Regions from separate parts of the Mus musculus genome. Here region 1 is linked to region 2. A link is a contact called in public Hi-C data. All regions are on one chromosome and are shown on one strand. The core of a region is the stretch at or near the end of the contact, and the rest is flanking DNA. Distances in the headings are between cores, read along the strand shown. Region 1 has its middle 19 kb from the start of Gm46762. Region 2 overlaps Atp8b4 (ATPase, class I, type 8B, member 4).

The links. Hi-C and Micro-C count contacts between places; a contact is called where the count stands out from the background.
Region 1: a contact with region 2 is called in a Hi-C map of CD8 T cells, with 2.5 times the contacts expected there. The contact joins two enhancer-like sites. A contact is called at or near these places in 2 of 484 Hi-C or Micro-C datasets (CD4 T cells and CD8 T cells).

The regions. Positions count from the first base shown.
Region 1 is chr2:127,313,248-127,320,320 of GRCm38.p6, reverse strand. No RefSeq gene overlaps it. Among named protein-coding and RNA genes, the nearest start is that of Gm46762, 19 kb to the left of the region's middle. Within about 2 kb of position 5,595, at least 79 of the 459 cell types and tissues checked have an H3K27ac peak or open chromatin away from gene starts, as enhancers often do. A contact at or near this core is called in CD8 T cells, where this site is marked.
Region 2 is chr2:126,462,683-126,469,235 of GRCm38.p6, reverse strand. It overlaps Atp8b4 (ATPase, class I, type 8B, member 4), which reads left to right. Exons shown (of 28, transcript NM_001080944.3): 4 at 6,515-6,553. Among named protein-coding and RNA genes, the nearest start is that of Atp8b4, 26 kb to the left of the region's middle. Within about 2 kb of position 2,740, at least 99 of the 459 cell types and tissues checked have an H3K27ac peak or open chromatin away from gene starts, as enhancers often do. A contact at or near this core is called in CD8 T cells, where this site is marked.

The DNA.
Region 1 (7,073 bases), core at 4,346-6,845, 850 kb before region 2:
AGACAGGGTCTCTCTAGGCAGCCCTGGATGTCCTAGAAGTTATTACATAGACCAGGCTGGCCTTGAACTCACAGAGTCCTGATCTGCCTGTCTCTGTCTCCTGAGTGCTGAGATAAAGGCATGTGCCAGCACACCTGACGTTAACTTTTAACCTCCAAATTCTCCCCAAGAGTAGCCTACAGCCTGGGATAGGAGACACCATGTTTCTGGAACAAGTTAGAGCACTGGGTGCTGCCTCAGCTTTGGGGATGCACTGTGTGGGAGGGCTGGTTGTTTTACTTTCTGTCTTTCCAACTCATTTCCTCCCTGGTCTGGACCCTCAAGTCTAAGTGAGTTCCCTTCTTTTCGTAAGGATTTTGCCAGGAGGCTCAGGCAGGCAAAGAGATGAGAGATTTGGGCTTCTGTGCCAGCCCTATCTCCAGCACTCATGTATGGCAGTAGCTGGTTTTCCTGGGACTCTAGGCACCCAGGGACAGCTGCTTTTGCATGGCCCCAGCTCTGACGTCTCTTTGTCCTCCTGTCTTTCCGGTGCCCTTAATGTATGAACACTCTGAAGCACAAAGCAAAATGCTCATGCCATATTGATGCATTTATACCCAGAGCGGGAGCCTCACTCTCCTCAATTTGCCCAAACAAGTTACAAGGGAGCTGGCAAGGTATCTCAATGAGTAAAGCCCTTGCCACACAAGCCTGACACCAGAGCTCGATCCCCAGAACCCATATAAATGCTGAAGAGGAGAACCAGCTCTACAAAGATGTCCTCTGACGCCCACAGTGCACCTCATCATGTCTCTCTCTCTCTCTCTCTCTCTCTCTCTCTCACACACACACACACACACACACACACACTGATCATTCACTTTTGTAGATGTGTGTCTGTCTGAGTCCCCCGGAGCTGGAGTCACAGGCACTACCTGCAAGCCATCTGATGTGGGTGCTGGGAACTGAGCTACAGGGTCAATCTGTGTGCTTAACTAGAGAGCCATCCTTCAGCCCCAGTGATAATACATTTTTTTTATAAAGTCACAGCGACAGCCCAAACCCTGAGCAGGTTCTTTCCCACACCCTTCCTGAGAGACCATGGTTTCCTGTGTTATGTGCTTCCTCGTTTGTGATGTGGATACGACTGGTTTGCTCAGACACAGATGTGTCCCTGGTAGTCTTTGGTGGAGGAGTTGACAGACATCACCTCCAGCTTAGTTCCTGCCCCAGCATCCAGAATTAACTTTCTAAACTATATTTCTTGTCATTCCTCTGCTTAAAACTAGTCTGTCCGTTTTCTAATGCTATAACAATACCTGCAGCCAGGTAACTTATAAAGGAGAGGCTGATGTTGGCTTGACTGATGTTCTGGAGGCTGGAAAGCAACAGGGGCTTTGCTCTGCTTCAGCTCATGGCAGCAAGCAGGACAACAGATGGATATGTGAGAAAGAAACGGAACCCCACCATACCTAACCCATCCCTTCAAGGAAGGCATAATCCACTCATGAGGGGTTCCATGACTCCCATTCTTCCCACAGGCTCCTGCTCCCAACACTGCCGCCCTGAGAATTGTAGAGCCAACACACTTGAGTGAGACGGACCCTCAAACCACAGCAGAGAGGTTTCATTTGACAGTAACTGAGGGACAGCCGCTGAGCACTAGGTAGGAGTTCAAGGTTGGCATGGAGGCTCACCTCAAAGCTCACAGGCATTGGCTCCTTCCATCCTTACCTCTGCAGTATGTGGTACCCATGTTCAAGTTTGCCTCATAGTCTACAATACCTGCTGCAGCTCCTGCTAGCTCACTGACACTTCAGCTAATAAAAAAGAGAAAGGGGAAAAGAAAGATCTCTCTTTAAGAACTTTCAGAGGAGATTATTGACACTTCTGCTTATATACCAAGGTCCAGAACGTGATCGCCTGGCCACACTTGACTATGTGGAGAGCTGTGCTTGCCTATTGCTAGCCTATGCACACGGCTCTCTGCCCAGCAAGACTGCCATGAGACTGCCAACACTCAACACTCAGCCAGGTCACAGGAAGTGGGTTCTTAGAACACTAGACATCTTAGCAGTGAAATATAAAAACTTAAAAGTGGCCAAGCCCGTCACACTGTTGAGTGAAGTGCTCCTTGGAGGAGCAAGACATACAAGGATAACTATGGCTCCCTGTTCCAGGAGTGATGGCCCTTCATAGAAGAAAGAGATGAAGAAAAAGGCAAGAAAATAACCCTAACTCCTAAGCCTAACCCTAACCTCTAACCCTAAACCCCAATCCTAACCCTAACCCATAACTCTAACCTCTAACCCTATTCCTAACCCCTAACCCTAACCCCCAGCCCCATCGCTAACCCTAATCCTAACCCCTAACCCTATCCCTAACCCCTAACCCCCAGCCCTATCACTAACCCTAATCCTAACCCCTAACCCTATCCCTAACCCCCTGACCCTAACCCTAATCCTAACCCTAATCCTAACCCCAAACCCCTAACTCTATCCCAAACCCCAGAGAAGTCAGCAATGTAAGCAAAATTGAGATCATACACAAATCTTTGTCTTTTCATATCCCAGAAACTTCAGGTAGAAATGATGATCAAAGCCAGGCGTGGTGGCACATGCCTTTAATCCCAGCACTTGGGAGGCAGAGGCAGGAGGATTTCTGAGTTCGAGGCCAGCCTGGTCTACAGAGTGAGTTCCAGGACAGCCTGGGCTATACAGAGAAACCCTGCCTCAAAAAACCAAAAAAAAAAAAAAAAAAAAGAAAAAAAAGAAATGATGATCAAAAAAATGTTACCTCAGCCAGACAGTAGTGGTATATGCCTTTAATCCGAGCATTTAGTGGGCAGAGGCTGGTGGGTCTCTTAAGTTTGAGGCCACCTTGATCTACAGAGTGAGTTTCAGGACAGCCAAGGACACACAGAGAAACCCTGTTTCAAACAAAACAAGGCAAACAAGCAAAGTTATCTCTAGGACACTGAGGCTAAACCCCAAAGGATTCTGTGAGAGCTAGACACGGAGCTCTGCAGTGTGGCTGCAGAGTAAACAGAGCTGCTGAGGTCAAAGGGGATTGTTTCCTGTCCAGTGTCTTGGTCTTAAAAACTAAAGAAGCTTAGTCCATTATCATCATAGCAGGGTCCCTGGCAGCATGCAGGCAGACATGGAGCTGGTGCAGTAGTTCAGAGCTTTACATCCTGATCCGAAGGCAGCAGGAAGGGAAGAGAGCCTGGGCCTGGTATGGATAGGAGGGCAGGTTTTAAATCACTGTTCATGTTAAAAGTTTCCAGCACTTTTGGACAATGCCTGGCATATAGTAAACACCTTTGAGGCCATTCTGAGCCAGGAGGGTGTGGTGGAAATGGCTTCCATCATTACTGACTAGGAAGGAAAGAGCCTTCCTATAGCCTTCAAAGGCTCTGTCAACTTCCTAAGGTTCTGAATGCTCAGGATAGCTCCAAACTTTGGGAGCTATATGAACTAAAGAGAAGAAAGAAGGTGTAAACTAGGAAAGTAAAGATGTGAGCTATTTCAAAATCAACGAACTGATCATCAATAAAGTGAAGAAGAATCAAGCATACTGTGTTCCCAGGAGTGGGGAGGTTACAGGCTGAGGTGTGAAAGAATGTCAGTGTACCCACTGAATGAGAAGAGTATGTCACCCGTTAGGATGGCAGGCACACGGCCAGCACACTGGGCAAAGCAGGTAGATGAGAGAACAGGGCCCTCTGCTAGGAGTGTTCTGAAGACACTGTTGGAACACCAGTGGTGTAAAGGCAGAGACTCGTATGAAGACTTCCAACTTAGCATGGTCTCTGTCAGGGGAAATGAAAAATGATTTTTATTGTCCTTGAAAGGCTCTATTTGAGAAGATAATGAGAGAGGGCGAGGTGGCTCAGTCTTTCTGCCAAGACTGAGGGCCTGAAAGCTACCCCAGGAACCCACATGGTGGAAGGATAGAACCAGTGCCACCAAATTGACTTCTGACAGCCACAAGTGTGGGAGAACTTGTATGCACATGCCCCATACTAATGCATTATCATCATCATGTTGACTTTATACCTACGTATTCCTAAAATTCCTTCCCTGAAAGAAACATATACAATGTCTAACCCCTTCTCCTAAGGTCTCAAAACCAGACTGAGGCACCATCTCACCAAAGTTCACTCTGGAGAAGCAATGAGTTTAATGGACTTCCTTATAAGCCATAGATGAGGGGCTGCTTACAAGGGTGTGTCCCACTCCCTGCCCCCTACTCCCACCCTACCTGGAAAGGCTTTACCCAGCAGGGATGAGGACTTCGCTCCCCATATACTCTAGTTCCTCTCAGAGGCCACATCAATTAAGACAGAGTTGCATATGTAACAGGTAGTAGGGAGCAACTGGATACTCTGAGGGAGGTTTCATGATCTCTCCATGAGGGACAATCATTTTGTAAGAAGGCACAGTTGGACTCCCCAGGATAGTGGTTGTTTGGTTCAGAGGACGGTCACTCAGACCACTGATCTAAAAGAAAACCCAAGCCAAGCTGGAAAAAGGATGCTTCAAAACTAGGGTCATAGCTGGGCAGTGGTAGCTTGTGCCTTTAATCCCCGCTCGCAGAGGCAGGTTCGATCGAGGCCAGCCTGGTCTATGTAATGAGTTCCAGAATAACAAGGCTACACAGTGAAACCTGTCTCAGGAAAGAAAGAAAAAAAAAAGGTCTTAGTGTACAATGTTGTCTCAAATATAAATAATAAAAGAGAAAGGTCTAGATTCTATATGAAACTGAATAGGAATGGGTTTCTGATGGGAGAGTCTGGTGTTAAGCCAAGTGAGAAGCCTTGGTCCATCAGATGGCTGATGGTGATTTGGGGAGCTATAGGGACTTTCAGGGACTCAACCCCTCAGCTGAGTAGAGAAGCCAGGTTAGAAAGCTGTGCCAGAAAAACCCCATGTAAGTCAAAGGAGTGGGCTCTTGCGGGCAGAAGGCCTTGGTGACACACTGTAGGCTCACAACATCCCCTCACCTTCACATATACACAGACACAAACATACAGACTCACACACACTTACATGCACATACACAAGCACATGTACTCATGCACACATGCACACACACTTGTACACACACCTGCCCATCCTCTGAGACTCCTCTTAGGCCTTACTTCTTCCCAGAAGCCTTTGCAGATGCCCAGGCTGAATCAAAGGCTTGTCCCTGAGCCACCCAGAGCCTAGGTTCTGCCCCTTTTAGGCTTTATTCTATGTCCACCCACCAGGGCTCCCTGACATCGGGGAGTAGGCCTTGGCAGTTCTGCTTTGTCACACCAGCTAGTGCCTGGATGTCACTGTTTTTCCATTCATTGGATGGATGGACAGCCCACTCTGCCTGCCTCGGTTTATGTTCAGGTTCACCTTGAATACCAGGCTTCCCTGGGGAGTCAGGAACACTAGTTAATCTCAACCCTCTGAAAGGTCACATCCCGTCCTTCTTTCAACAGACACCCTCTCCCCTGCCCCAAGCCCAGGGGTCAGACCATGCTCTGAAAGGGAGCCAAGCAAGGCTGGGGGGGGGGCTGGTTATCAGCAGGATGTGATGACACCCACACAGCCCAGGGTCTTTTTCCACAGCTAAGAACACACAGTGCCAAGTGGCCCCTTCTGCTGGAAGCCACCTTATTTTTCACACCCCCCTCTCTGCTCACATCCTGTTTCCGACCCTCTGACAAAACTGGGCCCCACGCCCTGGGCCCCCACCCTGCCTCCTGGGTTTTCACGTGGCTTTTCTGAGGTAAAGGCAGGCCACAGATCTCTTGGTTTTAAGCTTCTTGGTGGCTTGAGGAATTTACTGCTGAGGTGACAGTCTCAAATGTGTCTAGTGTGGCCACTTGGGGTAGCCTCCTCATAGGTCGTCGGTGAGGGTGAGAGTGAGGAGGGTAAGAATTAGGTGAAGGCTGAAGATACAGGCTGGAAGCTAATGGACACTAACACACTGTATGGCTTCAAGCAGGATCTTTTAGCAGGCTGAAGCTCCCTTGGGCTACAGGAGTCCCGCAGCGGTGGCCTCTTGGTGTGAGCCAGACCAAGAGAATCCACAGGATGGACCAGAGAGGCCTTTGAGGCCAGAGGACAAGAGCCTCCAAATCTGCTTCTTCCTGCCTCTACTATACAACATCCGCTATTTTCTATAATTCCCAGAAATCCATCCATAGGCCACTGTGGGGCCACTTCCCTCACACCAGCCCTTTGACTCAGTTCAAAGAGACAGGAAGAGATGGGAAATGACTGGGAACAAAGGCCTGATACTTTCCCAGCAGGCCTGGCAGGACCCTGGGAGTGTCTGCTGCCCTCCTCAGGCAGCAGGAGGTTCGCTCCTCCTCTTCCCTGTCTCCCCTGGCTGATTCCACCAACCTCTCTCACTGCCCTTAGCTCTCTTCTCCTCGGCTTCTCTCCTTCCAGGGCAGAGTAGGAGAAGCTGCCCCCCCCGACTGTAGTCAGGCCTGTTTTGAGTATGGCTGAGGTTGATGGTCTCAGATCTCCTTGCTAAGTGAACAGTGTTCTGGTCTGTGTAGCTGACAGAAACATGTGAGTAAGTCAATCATATTGGTGAGCGCAAGCCATGAGCACATGGCCAAGGTCATTGTGTCCACCCAAGGTAAGAAGACATGTGAAACTCTAAATTAACTAAAGGGCCATCAAAAAAAAAGTACTTTTTCCATTGTTTGTTCTGAGACAGGGTCTCACTCTACAGCCTTGGCTGTTCTGAATTCACTTTGTAGACCAGGCTGGTCTTGAACTCAGAAGTATCCATCTGCCTCTGCCTCCCAAGTGCTGGGATTAAAAACATGTTGCACCACACTCGGCTAGATTTTTCAAATACTTTTATTTGTACATTAAATTATACACACACACCATATGAGTACCCTAGGAGACCAGAAGAGGGTGGTGGGTCTCCTGGCAACTGGAGGTTGTAAGCTCCCTTGCATGAGTGATGAGACCCTAACTGAAGTCTTCTGGAAGAGTAGTAAATACTCTTAACCACTGATCGATCCATCTTCAGTCCTTAGACAAAAGTTTCTTAGGACACAAAAACACAACATAAAAGTAAAAGTTGATAAA
Region 2 (6,553 bases), core at 1,491-3,990:
GGGGCTTCCTTCTAATGCCCAGCTCCAACCTTTGAGGGCATCGCTTGAGGCTCTGTTATTTATGTAGAAGCCCGAGGTGAGAAGAGTCCTAGGAAGGATTATTGCTTCGAGTGCCCTTCCTTGTTAACCTGACTCCTCCACTGTGCCTTTGTTATTCTCTTCAATGCTGAGATCCTGAAGTTTGGCCCAGTTTCCAGACTGCACAGCAGTGTGCGCAGGATCTGTTTGGTTCTAATAAAAATCAACTTCGTGTGGACTTTATGCTCCCAAACCTCTCTGGAGTTAGGAAGATGAGCCCAACTGAGCTAGCTTTAACATCAACCCGATGCAGGGCCTGCTTTGCTCCCAGAAGGCTCTGAAGCTCTGAGATGGACTGTGGCCAAAGCCAAGGGCCTGTCCCTAGTTGAGGCTGGATATGTCAGCAGGAGGCACAAAAACACCCTGGCAAAGCAGAAGCAAGAGTCAGCAGACCAGTAGCAAAGCTCCCAGAAAGGGTCCCTGAAGCCCAGTCTTACTTTACTCTTTCTTGTCTTTTGAACCCCGCCCCTTTATAAATCAGTGGGAATTTGAAGTACTTTTTCAAACGTCACAAAAGAGAAGTTAACATTGCGTTTGGAACTATCTAAAATGTTTTAAGTGTCTATGCACCTGGACAGACAAACAAAAGAAGTAGTGTGATTAAATTAACCTCAGAGGAGAATGTAATCTGTTCCCCTGGTAATTGTCCAAATTAGTCTTTTGTCGATAAATCATTATTCATAGGACATTACTAGTTCTAGTATAGGCTTTCAGATGCTGAAACACTAAACTGATGCCTGAGGGTGGAAAAGGGAAGGTAGTTGTCATGGCTGTCTGGCAGCTTGGGAAGGGCTCTTCTTGACACTGCTTGGATGGGAAATGATCTCCCAAGCAGCGTGATGACACTGGATTCAGGCTGAAAGTGACGGCTCGGGCTGATTGAATTAATGTGAACCTTTCGCTGCACTGCACAGATCAGAGGATCCTTTCCCAAGAGGCAGTCTGGGGATTCCATATTTCTGATTCACCTGCACAAACACAGTGTTTTAACATGGGACTCTATGAAGTGTCCTGTTTGGCCTCAGCCCTCAAAACAGCTCTCAGCCTTGGTTTCTATTTCCTCATTTGTAAAAAAACGGTGTGGAGACACTCTGGCTCCCTAGATGGTCTGAGGATCATACACTGTGCTTGGCACATGGCAGGCGGCAACACCTCTCATCTGTGGTGAAACTGTCACCCTGAGAGCCAGCCGTGCTCTTCCATCCTTCCTGTGGTCTTTGTCTTTGATCTCAATAGAGATTGCCCAACACAATCCCCATTTGTGAAATGAAACTGAAACTCCAGGTATACCCATACACAGATAACAGGTATTCTTTGCTGTAGATACAATACGTGTGTATGGACAGACACACACACACAAGTATACATGTGTATGTATCACATAATCCTACATATATGCACATATGTGTATACATGTAAAAATACTTGTATGTATATATTATCCTTACCATAGACATACATCTATAGTAAAGAAAATCTGCATTAAGCATGAGTTATCTCAACTTTAAGCTTTTAGCTAAAATACACCTAAATTTTTTCTTTTTTCTATTTTTTTTTGTTGTTAACACAAGGGATTCTTTTGCGTACAGTCTCATCAGGTTAATCTTTCAAAATAATATATTTTTATTAATTCTTTGAGAATTTCTCTAATGTATTTTGACCATATTCACCCCTCACCCTTAGTGACTTGAGGTCCTGTTAACTAGGAGAGTCGTGTGAGAAGGCTCCCTAAGGTGAACCTTCTGTGCTGGCTGCCAACGTTTGCACAGCAGGGGTCACTTCATTAAATAATGTCACCAGTTTACAAGTTTCTTTTCTGTTTATTCCTGCCTTTCTCCCCCACAGATAGAACGCAGCCTTACTCTGTGTATAGATTTCTGTCTATATTGTAGTCTAGGCGGCCCTTTACAAACAGGAGCTGAAGAGTGAGTGACTGTTAGGGGTGGCGTTCCCACAGCTCCTTCTCCCTACAAAAGGACATTTTGCTCGCAGCCTGGACCCTGGCTGAGGAGAATGCTGTGATGCTGCTGGTAGCCACCATCTCTAACTCCCTCTCCACACAGCCCCTTCTGCAGCGTGTGTCAGTGCATTCTCACTCTCCATCTTCCCATTCTGAGCCCGGAGGAATCGCACCAGGCAACATTTGACTACCATGGAGGAGCTTTGGTATCAGAGAGGCAGGTGCCACCAGACCTGACTGTGCAGCCATGTGCCCCACCGTGCATCCTTTGGAGAAGCCTTGCGTAAATGTGGGTGTTTCACATATTTCCTGAGTGGTACAATTGTCTTCTGGCCACTTCCTCCTTTCTGAAAAGCAGTCTGTGGGTGGGCACAGCTCTTTGCTTTTAATTCCACAGTTTAGAGATTCTTGTTCCCTTGGCGGGGTTCTTTATTTCCCTGGAATGTAGAGTGGATCATAGCAACACGACACATGAGTTTTCCTGTAGCAAGAAGAGGTAGACATTTGTATAGTTGTCATGACATACAAGTGTCTCATCAGACGAAGAAAGCGGTCTCCATAATGTTGAAATCATGGGACTCTTACAAAAGCTCCCGGGGGTTGGCTTGTGGCATTCACAGAAACACACAGTGTTTCCGACAACCCCTGAGCTATGGAGGGCTACACTCCATGATGCAGGTTACACTCTGTGATGCAGTCAGTGTGTTAGGCATGAGCAGACATAAAGTCATGCCTTACACGGAACAGGAATGAACCTCGAATGTATTAGTAATGCTTATGTTTGATGTTAGGTTGGAGGAAAAAAAACCCCTCAAACTAACTTAGACCGTAGCAAATGTGAACACAGTGTGGTGAAAAAGCAGGTGGGGGATAGTGGAGCCTCGGGGAAGGCCTGCTCTAGTTGCTCTCTCTCTTTTTAGATTTTATTTCTTTCCTGTCAGGGTCTCAATACAAGGCTTCAAACTCACTAAAGTTCCAGACTGACTGGAACTTTCCACCTTCTTGCCTCCACCTCCTGAGTGCTGAGAACGTGGGTCCCACCATACTCAGCTGAGAATGTGGGCATGTCCCACTGCACTCACTGCTGAGAACCTGGGCATGGGCCTCCATACTCATGTCCAGTATATATCTATATATACACACACACCACACACACACACACACACACACACACACACACACACACACACACACAGACACACACACACACACACACACACACACACACACACACACACACACACACACACCACACACACCCTAGCCCTGGTTTAAGTGAATCTGAGCCTGACCCGGAAGTTGTAGATGGGAGTTGAACTCTTCATGATGGAGCATGTGTTGGAGGTGATTGAGAAAAGAGTCAAAAGTACCTGCTGCGTACAGGATTGGGTTTGGAGTATAAAAAGCGTGTGCGTGCATGCGTATATGTGTGTGTGTGTGTGTTTGTGCATGGTGCATTTATGATGTGTGCGATGCATATATATGTGTATATAGACAACACACACACATATTGCTGAGATGTCACACATTAGTTTTGCTTCTGGCTGAATTGGCCCCTCTGTTGTGCTGTGGCATTTGGGCTGAGGCCTTAATGTATGGATGTAGCCATCCAGGGCTTTCTCTTTCCCATTCGTACTGCACAGGAAGTGTTTGAGATAGTCCTGGTTCACCATGAGCAACGAGCAGAAGCAGACTCAGGTTAGAAGAGTAGCAGGAACAAGAAATACACACTTGCTGGGTGAAGTCATAGACTAGAGTTTTTCTTGTTGTGTCAGAATTTGTTCCATCTAGTACATTGTATTCAGGAATCCCTTTGGGGTTATTTCAGGAACCTCTCATGAAATCCCATGCTTGTATAAATATATTGACTTAGCAAAATACTTGTAGTTCAAGGTCTTATCTCCATGATGGTCCTCTAAATATGTGTGAGCTGTTTCCAGGGAACCCCCAAGGAAGGTCCCCAAGGCTTTGGTGTCAGTTTAGCAGCACTTGCTGTGGGTTTTTTATTTTATTTTTTTATTTTATTGGCTCTGTTACGTTCAGCAATATAGTTATATGGCATGTAAGAATCCCATTGTCACAGCCTTCCAGGTTGCTGGCATTTTCTTCAGAGGCATTACCTGTCTGTGAAGAGCTTTCTAGTATCACTTTATTCCTCTGCTGGAGTGGCCAGTAGTGAACGGATAAAGGCTCCTGGTCACTGAGCTCCTGTTTGAAGCTGAAAAGAGGGTCTAGTTATCCACTCTATCTGCATTGCTCCTCGACAGGGGCAGTGGGATTGCTCTCACAGGGGACTGCCAGGGGGCTCTGAGGAAGTCGTAATTGTACACCAAGCCAACAGCCACTAGGACTGGAACTGAGGCTCCATGAGGGAAGAGGGAGATATACTGTTATCTTCAGTAAGAAGGTAGCAGAAGGCTGGGGATGGGGAGTGAGGCAAATGAGAGCTGATTACTCTGTAGAGTCAGGGACACTGCTTGTGCTGGAAAGCAGCAGCAGCAGCAGCAGCAGCAGCAGCAGCACAGAGGTGAAGGGGGTGGAGGCTCCACGTGCAGAGTCCCCATCTGGCAGCTATGGAACCTTGTGTAAAATATTCTCTTTGAACCTTGGTTTTTCCTGTAATGGAATGGAATAACTAGTACCCATTTCACAAGAATGTTCTAAGGATAGAACAAGTTACCAAAGGTCAAGTTCTTAGAACTCATGGCAAGTGCTTGGTAAATATTAGCTGTCACCACCACCACCACCACCACCACCACCATTCACAGTTATTCTCTATACCACCAACTTGCTTAAACCTCTCATCACAGCCAATAAAACACCCCTCATCCTTACTCTATTGATTCTGTATTTCATCAAGTCTTATTATCTCAATCTTGTTATGTTATCTTTGTGAGCGAGATAAGCCTCAGGGGAACATAGATAAATAGATTTATGAGTGATTAAATAAAACATTCATTGTATCTTCAAAGAGTCATACAGAAATAAATATAACATTGAATATCTAGTATATAGAGAGTATGTGTGTACATATACACATGTGTGCGATATACCTTTATTTACTTACTTATTTTTGAGGCAGGGACTCTCACAGGCTGTAGCTTGACAAGTAGGCTAGGCTGGCTGTCCAGTGATTACAAGTGCACCTTTCTCCCCACCCCCATTTCTATACATGGGCTCTGAGGGTGGAAGTTAAACCTTTGTGTTGCAAGGCAAACGCTTTAATAACTGAACTGTTCCTCAGACCCCTGCATTTCCTATAACAACAGAATAGAGAGCTTACACCAATCTGTAGAAAGGCCATTGGCTGTGCACCAGGCTTTATTATTTCAGTAATATTTTCTTTTCCCATGGTCTTGTCCTTTTAAATGTATTTGTCTTTATCCTTATAAGAATACATAAATCACATGTATTTGAAATTTTCTGATGGCACAAAGAAGGAATCATAAGTTAACATGATAGTTTAAGGACACATGAAAGACTTTTCATATTAGTATTAAAAGTAAATACTTAGGGAAGAAAGCCATATAGTGGTAGCTCCTTTACAAATGACCTAATGGTCATTTCAGGTGATTAAAACTCAACATGGAAACACAGTGAGGTGCGGTTTCCAAAATGCTAGTGAAATGCTAGGGTGACTTAATAGAAGAGTCCAGAATACATGACAGCTAAGTCCAGTTCTTGAGCCATGCCTGTGCTTAGTATTTGGATGTAGGCACTGTGTCTTAACACAGATGTAGAGAAGCTGGGATGGATTCTGAAGAGGGTGGCCAGGAAGGAATTGCTATAAAAGGTCATGGAGAATCTTTGAGGTTTGGGGTTGTGGGTCAGAGACAGAAAGTGTAGTGTGTTCTGTGAACAGCCTTCAAATATTGGAATACATCACCGGGAAAGGCTTGGTCTAAGAACCCTGAGGGACAAGTCTTGGCACAGAGCAAGAGATTACAGTGAGGTAAAATTACTTTTTCTTTGTCATAAAGATTGTTTCTGGTAATTCCTTTCCAAAGTAAGGACAGGCTGCCTTGTAAGCAGTGGGTTTCCCACCCCAGAAGATCTCTTGACGTAGAAATCCCTTGTCATTTTCCCAAATGGATCATACTTTGGGGAGGTAGACCAGACTGATCATCATCTATGTGCTCCAACATGAGCTCAGGGATCCTCAAGCAGCAGAGTGGGTGCTTCTGCAATGTCTACCAAAGACTGGGCAAGAGGAGAAACATCTCAGAAGCCAACCTGTGTGTGATAAGCCGTGACTCTGTGGGTCATACGACACTCAGTCTTTTTTTTTTTTTCGCCTAGTATTAAGACAATGTTATCTTGGGAAATGGAAAGGTGTTGGGGCATGGAGCTTTGGACTTCCTAGACAACTAACTGTTCTATCTTGTTCTGGCATGATCTGTGCTCAGCTTTGTCTGTGTAAATGTTATAATGGACAATGCCTCCCTGCAAGTTAACATGATGTTATTTATTTTTCAGGACAATCGTATCCATACGTCCAAGTACAACGTTCTCACA